2 separate regions of the Drosophila melanogaster genome follow, and region 1 is linked to region 2. Evidence: chromatin contacts called from public targeted proximity ligation data. All regions are on one chromosome and are shown on one strand. The core of a region is the stretch at or near the end of the contact, and the rest is flanking DNA. Distances in the headings are between cores, read along the strand shown. Region 1 holds the start of cue (cueball). Region 2 holds the start of CG9166.

Region 1 (3,385 bases), core at 596-3,095, 170 kb after region 2:
GTTCTGCGTACAATGCATCATCATATTGTTTCTTGGAGTGGAATGCTATAAGTCACGAATATTGTATTAAGCATATCTGAAGTGATTGTGAATTGGGAAGTGTAAATAAATCTAGGATATACTGCTCCTGTGAAGTGAATTGATTGTGATTTACAATGGGCTACTTGAAGTGCTCGATAGAAGTACGGTCAGTAATTCTTATGACCAAACCATATAACTCATGAAATGCCAGTACGATATGGCTTTTCGCATGGCTTTCATCGCGTTCCGGTGCGATTTCCACCCATTAGCTATATCTTTGTGCGATCAAGTGCTAATGAAAGGCTTTGGAAAACTTCGCACGTGGGCTATTTGCTGTGTGTTGCGAATAGATCGGGTTTCCAGTTCTCTGGGTTTATTTACACATGCAACCCGGTGCTCGCCCGATTAGATGTGAATTAAATGAATCTCTCGCCTCGGATTACGATTCAGAAATTCCGAGAGAGTCACCATGGAGGTTTTAAGTTATACACCCAGCGGGTTATAATGGGTTACGAATTCTTCGTTTGAGACCGAAACCGAAACCCACGGTGTCAACGAAATTTTAGAAATCGCAGCACCAGCAGTCTCCGAAATCTAAACAAACCGGCAAACCCGGTGCTGTGGCATACGTGACAAAGTTATACGGCCACATGGCGGCTCGAGTGGTGGCAAATGCCGATTACAGTGCAACTTCTCCCTGATGAACCATCCACCATGTGGCGGCTAGGGATTGTCATTCATTGCCAGAAAATAACTGTCTTCGTGGAGTTCGAATCAATTTCAAATATTCACCTTCACCTGGTGGAAAGAGGATTTCCAGATTAATATAATCGAAACTTGAAGAACTCCGAATGTATTATAAAATGCAGATTTCATTTTATGGAGTTGGAGTTCAAAGCAACAATGATTGCAATTCAAATTTTACCCAACACATTTTCCAGTTTGGAAAGCGGCATTTCGGGAAGGTTCAACTGTATTTTACGGTTGCTTTTCGCCGGCCACGTTGAACCAAGTAAGTAAATAGAGAGAAAGAGAGCGCGAGAGAAATGTTTCCAGGGGAAAGCGCAACAACAACATAACGCCTAATAACAATGAGTATCTGGCATTAGAATTTGGCCATTAGTTATCAGTTGTTAACAGCGACGTGTGCATTTATACCATAAGCGCGCCTCTGCCACTGATAAAGGAGATAAAAACGATTTCGTTCCGGACGGGGCAGTTCCGATAGTCAGCTGATAGGGCGCACGAACACTTGCGTGCGGGAATATGCTGCTGTTAATGTCAACCGATTACATAAGACCACCTTCACTCCACTGAGTGCATTGTTTATGTCGAATTGATTTCTAATTCTGAAAGTCGACTGTGAAATGAAGGTTAAGCGCCAGGGTTGCCAGCGGGCCGGCAGGTGCTCCTGCTCCTCGCAACTGTTCTTTTCCACCTCTATTCCCACTGGAAGCTGCTCTTACCCCACTCCAGTGGCGTTCCATGTGCAGGGGTCAGCAGGCATGTGGCAAGTAGCAAAACTAGCAGCACATCCATTCCAAATCGGATGCGGATCATTTTACAGGTGGATTATATAGCCAACGGACACCTGCGATTGCACAATCGCCTGGCTTTATGGTTAGGTTGCGGAAATTAGAAGCGCCTGGCCGTAGTTGCCGTTGCCTGGCCAGTCGGAAAGGGGATTTGCGCGAACGTGGGATAGGAAACAACAGCGCGCTGTTTTTACGGACTTTCGGAGGGGGCTTCAAAGAACGCGCCACGGAAAACGCTAACGACCTTTCGATCCGACAAGATTTCTTAAACTAACTTTAAAAGTCACTTGATTTGATCGGAGGGTGCACATAGTGGTGGGGAATCATAGATATGATTGCGAAATGTATCGATGTATTCCCATGCTTTGCAGTATCTATCGGAACCTCCCCTCTGGACCGTTACAATACAGTTCCTTTACTAAATGAATAGTTTATGTGCGAAGCGGGTAAAAACTACGAAAAACTACGTCAAACACATTGCCTGTGCCTCAAAAATCACAAAGCATATCGTGTGTTTTAAATCCATTAGAGCAAGCCAAAAATCAGACTTTCGAGATAAGGAATAACAGAAATATTTTCAAACTAAAATTAACGGCTGGCAGCTAGTCGCCAGTGCTGGTAAGTCTGCCACATTTTACACACTGCCTGTTGTAGAGTTACGCTGCTGCTAGTGTTTTTATTTTCATTTGCAACTTTTTCGGTCCAAAGTCATGTACAAAAATGCACTGAAAGGCGGTATTCGCACGGCCAAGCAGGCTTGGAAGTTAAAAAACGGTGATTACACAATATTTTATGTCAGTGCAGTTAGGCATTTAGCGGGTAGTGTGGGCGGCGGAACAGCTGATCGGCGTTCGAGCGGCCAACTTCCAGTCGTTCCACTTTCCAAGTGGGCCACTCGAAGCGTGTTGTTCGCTGCCGCCGCATATTGTTCGTTTTTTTCTCCGCTAAATTAAGTCCGGAGTACGCCTGGAATCGGTAATTAATAGCTAGTAATTGTACTTGCAGAACTGGGCAAACTCAACTTGGACTTGGCCAAGGCAAACTCAGATTTTGAGCAGCATTTGTGCGAAGGTTTGCCAACGCTTGCCCCATAGCCTATACCCCGCCCCCAAACTCAATAGCTAATCAAATAACAACGCTTATCAGTGCAATTCACGCTTGTGTCCCGGTGCTAACCAGCTTTTCCCACTTCCAGCTGCCAGATATACTCAGAGTTTCCACTTCCTCGCCAGAAACACCCCGAGAACACCTTTGTTGCTACTAAAAACGACAGGCGATAACAACAGCTCCCCCCGAATCGTTGCTAACTATTATCGGACAGCTCCAGTTAACCCCCCGAAGCAGCAGAATCCGAAACCCAGCGGAGCGGCAGATAAGACCACCTCAGTAAAGCATCTTTTTCGAGCAGAAAGCGGCCACCTCAACGCGCTAATCTCGTCGAAGCAATTTGTGAAGGTGCAAAAGCAGTTCTACAGGGACTTCTCTTCCGTTTCGCTTGGAGCCCCTCTGAAGAGCAGTGACGCTCCGTTGCTGGGAGATTTGTGCAGTCAGTATCGCGCCATCCTCGCCCACACATCAGCGGACGTGATTCCAGGCCAGGATCGCCATCATCCGGGTTGCAACTATCAGCAGATCAGGCGGGCACACACACAGTTACTGAGCAAGGAGCAGCAGCTGGAGCAGGAGCGCAAGATGGCCCAGAAGGCAAAGTTCGAGAGGCTGCCCACCAATGTGGTGCCAAGGCACTACGAGCTCCTCCTGCAGCCCAATCTCAAGGAGTTCACCTTCACGGGCAAGACCGTGGTGCAAGTCAATGTGAGTACAGATCG
Region 2 (3,399 bases), core at 686-3,185:
AGTTTATTGAAATCTCACTTTGGCCTAACAAGATCGTCTTAGTCAAGTTGCACTGTATTTCAGTGGAAATGGCTGGTAGCTATTTTCCAGTCAGTTTCGACGCACAATTGCGGGCTGCCTTCCAGTTAGCTGGAAAATTAGATTATCCTCGACGCGAGCACAAAGGATGACGAACGAGGATGCCGAGGAGCGGGTCCAGAAACGAGATATTTCTACACACGACCATATACTGTGTCATCCTAACTGCGGAGTGGAATTCCGTGAAATCCCAATTCAAGTGAGTGGAAGCGCTGAAAGAGGCACAGAGGAACAGAGGAGGAGGAGTAGCAGCTGAAGACAGTTCGCCGGAACTGGCTATAAAGAACGAGTGGAGGTGGAGGAGGAGAGAAGAAGGGGCAAGGAGAGGATTCCGACTCCAATTCCGACAGGCAACCAGAAGCAGCCCAAAGCGAGACTCAAAAAACCAGACGCATGCCCTTTGTGCCCCTGTGTGCGTGAGCCTCTCTCTCCTGCTCAACGCGAGCGGGTGTGTGTGTGTGTGCGCGCGTTAGAGGAGTTCTTCAGTGGAGAGCACTGTCACCCCTCCACGAATTGTATTTTGTTTTTGGGGGACGGCAATCACAAACACAACGAGCTTCCCAGAAATCGCCTCCAATTTGATTTGGCCAAACGAGAATTCGCGGAATAGCTCAAGCGCTCTATTGATAGTCAAAGGAAAGCGTTTTTGGGGAAAGGTATGGCAGAATAACAAGCATAAATATGCCAAATACAGGCCAATACACACGCACGAACTCACACACACACGCGTTCGATGGAGAATGCAAAGTAAAGTGCAGCAGGTGTGCGTGTATGTGTGTTGGTGCTATTCTGTTTGTACATTCTTTTCCATGGGTTTTTGTTTTTGGCCAAAGCCTGGCTGTTAAAGCAACAACTGCAACAACAACAGCACTGACACACAATACACACGCACACACGTAAAGCTCGCCGCTGCACTGGTGTTGGTGGTGGAGGCATCTGCAGAAGCCTTTTGCGCACTCATCACATTTTCGTGGAAATCGGAGCGCCAAGGAGCTGTGGAAAGGTGTATACTCCGCATCCGTTGCGAATCCTTGGCGAATCGAACTGTGCCACAATCATTCGTCCAGTTTGTAACCAGTTTTCAGTGCAGTCGCAGTTGTTGTTGCCAATTACCTTGTAGAAGCGATGCCATTGCGGCCCCTTGTCCTTGTACTCCGCCTCGATTTGCAGACGGGCAGCGGCCGCCGACCCACTCCCACTCGTTTTCTGCTCGCTCATTGTGCACACTTTGCTGCGATTTGTTCCGATTTAATAACTTTTAATTTGGTTATCAGGCGGCTGGTTAATTTCAGAGGAGAACTAGAGCTGGACAACTCACGACAGTGTCGATGTATCGAATATTTGAGCTTGCGAAATACTATCGGTATTTGCAGTGCGATACCGAGTGATAGTTCGATTGTACATCACTATATTGATCGCATTACATATTATATTCTCTTATGGTGATTCCTATTTACAAATGCAAGCCAAACACAATATATTGTATCTGCGACATTATTATTCTGAAATATTAGTTACGTCTATCGATATTTTCACCATCAAATAATGTGACCAGGCGCTGTAGAGCAATAGAACACATACTGAAACTAAAGTGCTTGCGCAGAAATTAGAACTTTACTGAAACATAATATAACATTCGGGATAAGTTTTCTATAATTTATATAAAATTAAATACTTAACTAAAGACATAACAATATAAAAACAATTGAAATAAAATATTTTAAATAAAAATAAAATAAAAAAAATAAAATAAAATATTTTAAAAGTAAAATAGAAAAATTCTGATAAGAAAATTGGGTTCAAATACTTTAAAATACCGATATTACAATCGCTCATCGTTGACCAGTGTTATCGAGTAATACCAAAAGTATCGAATCAACAACTGTTACCCAATTTATTAATAACAACAGAAAGAAGCCAAAGCAAAATGCTGACCCGCGTGTTCCGCCTAGTGCACGACAGGCGCCTGAGTGTGCCTGTCCTGCGTTGCTTCCACCACGAGTTCTCCAAGCCGCCACAACAGGCAGCGAAGGGCCAGGAAATCGAAGGCAATCCCGAAAAGACTTTGGTTGCCGGCGTGCAAGACAAGTACAAAATATTCCGCGATGAGGAAGCCACGGAGATTTTTGATGTGGAAGAGGCACGCCACCAGGAGCAGCAACTTCCAGAGCCGGACCTGGAGCTGGATCACTATTACGGCCTCAATTTAAAGCGTAGGTTGGCAATCGTCCAGGGAGAGCAGAAATTTAAGCCTTTGTTTCCCTTTGCAGGAGGTGTTCGCGGAGTGTTCGACGTTGAGGACTTGGTGGAGCTGCTCCGCAAGGAGAATGTGGACGACATATTCGTCTGCTACGTGCCGGAGAACCTGAAGTACGTTGACCACCTGGTGGTTTGCAGTGGTCGCAGTTACCGACACATGCTGTCCACCGCGGAGTTCGTGCGCCGAATGTTCAAGATCAAGCGGGGCAAGGGTGACATATTGCCGCGCATCGAGGGCGATAAGAGCCGGGATTGGATGGCCATGGACTTGGGTGGGTATTGAAATAAATGCATATTCCGGTTTCTCCGCTCTAACACGTTCCGTTTCCTTTTAGGCAACATTGCCCTGCACATATTTTCACCGAGTGCTCGCGAGGAATACGATCTGGAGTCGCTGTGGGCCATTGGCTCCGAATTCGACCGCGAAAGCCAAAAACCCACCAATCCCTATGGCGATATTTTCATGGCTCAAACACCCCTTTCTTTCGTAGACAAATCGAAACTAAAGACGTAAAATAATACATTTCACTATTAATAAAAAAAAACTCTTTAGAGCTGCGTACGTGCGAGATCACTTGCAGTGTGATTTGGAAAAACAATAAGGTATGAATAAATATTTCGTGTCAGACTTGTTATTCTCGTGTCACGGCCAAAATAACTATGCGATCGCCCATCTCTAGTTTCTTACTGGGTGCATTCGCTCAGGCAGCCATCTTTAAAATAACTGTAATTTTTATTAACATCGAGCTCTAATAGGGCAATAATAGCCATAATCCGTCAGAATATGACAGCAGTATTTCCAAACAGGAGCTAAATTCTTTTGTAGATGGCCAAGCGACGCTAGCGCCACCTATTTCTGAAAATCTGATAATAACAAGTGCGCACTAAAGTATACTGCAAAAAATGAAAATAACTCTTCTTTTCAGAGAATAAAGGCAGATTCCCTTATATCTATGAAATGTCACAATCAAATTGTTATATATTTGATATGTGATGTATTTTAATTTGTCTTTATCGAATATTGTCGGTATATCTGGTTGTAGCAACGCGTCGGAACATTTT

Evidence for each region.
Region 1: a targeted proximity ligation map of the Kc167 cell line shows a contact between it and region 2, with 5 times the contacts expected there. A contact is called at or near these places in 8 of 107 Hi-C or Micro-C datasets (the D17-c3 cell line, the Kc167 cell line, the S2 cell line and 2 more) and 1 of 7 datasets of targeted methods (the Kc167 cell line).

Annotation. Positions count from the first base shown.
Region 1 is chr3L:1,515,426-1,518,810 of dm6, forward strand. It overlaps cue (cueball), which reads right to left and starts at 1,846. Exons shown (of 4, transcript NM_138269.3): 1 at 1,488-1,846. The coding sequence starts at 1,581. It overlaps Psa (Puromycin sensitive aminopeptidase), which reads left to right. Exons shown (of 6, transcript NM_167886.1): 2 at 2,752-3,371. The coding sequence starts at 3,249.
Region 2 is chr3L:1,349,181-1,352,579 of dm6, forward strand. CG9166 reads left to right here and starts at 1,936. Exons shown (of 3, transcript NM_138261.3): 1 at 1,936-2,291; 2 at 2,349-2,609; 3 at 2,673-3,399. The coding sequence starts at 2,006. The coding sequence ends at 2,851. All of the region lies in intron 3 of Ptp61F (Protein tyrosine phosphatase 61F), which reads right to left.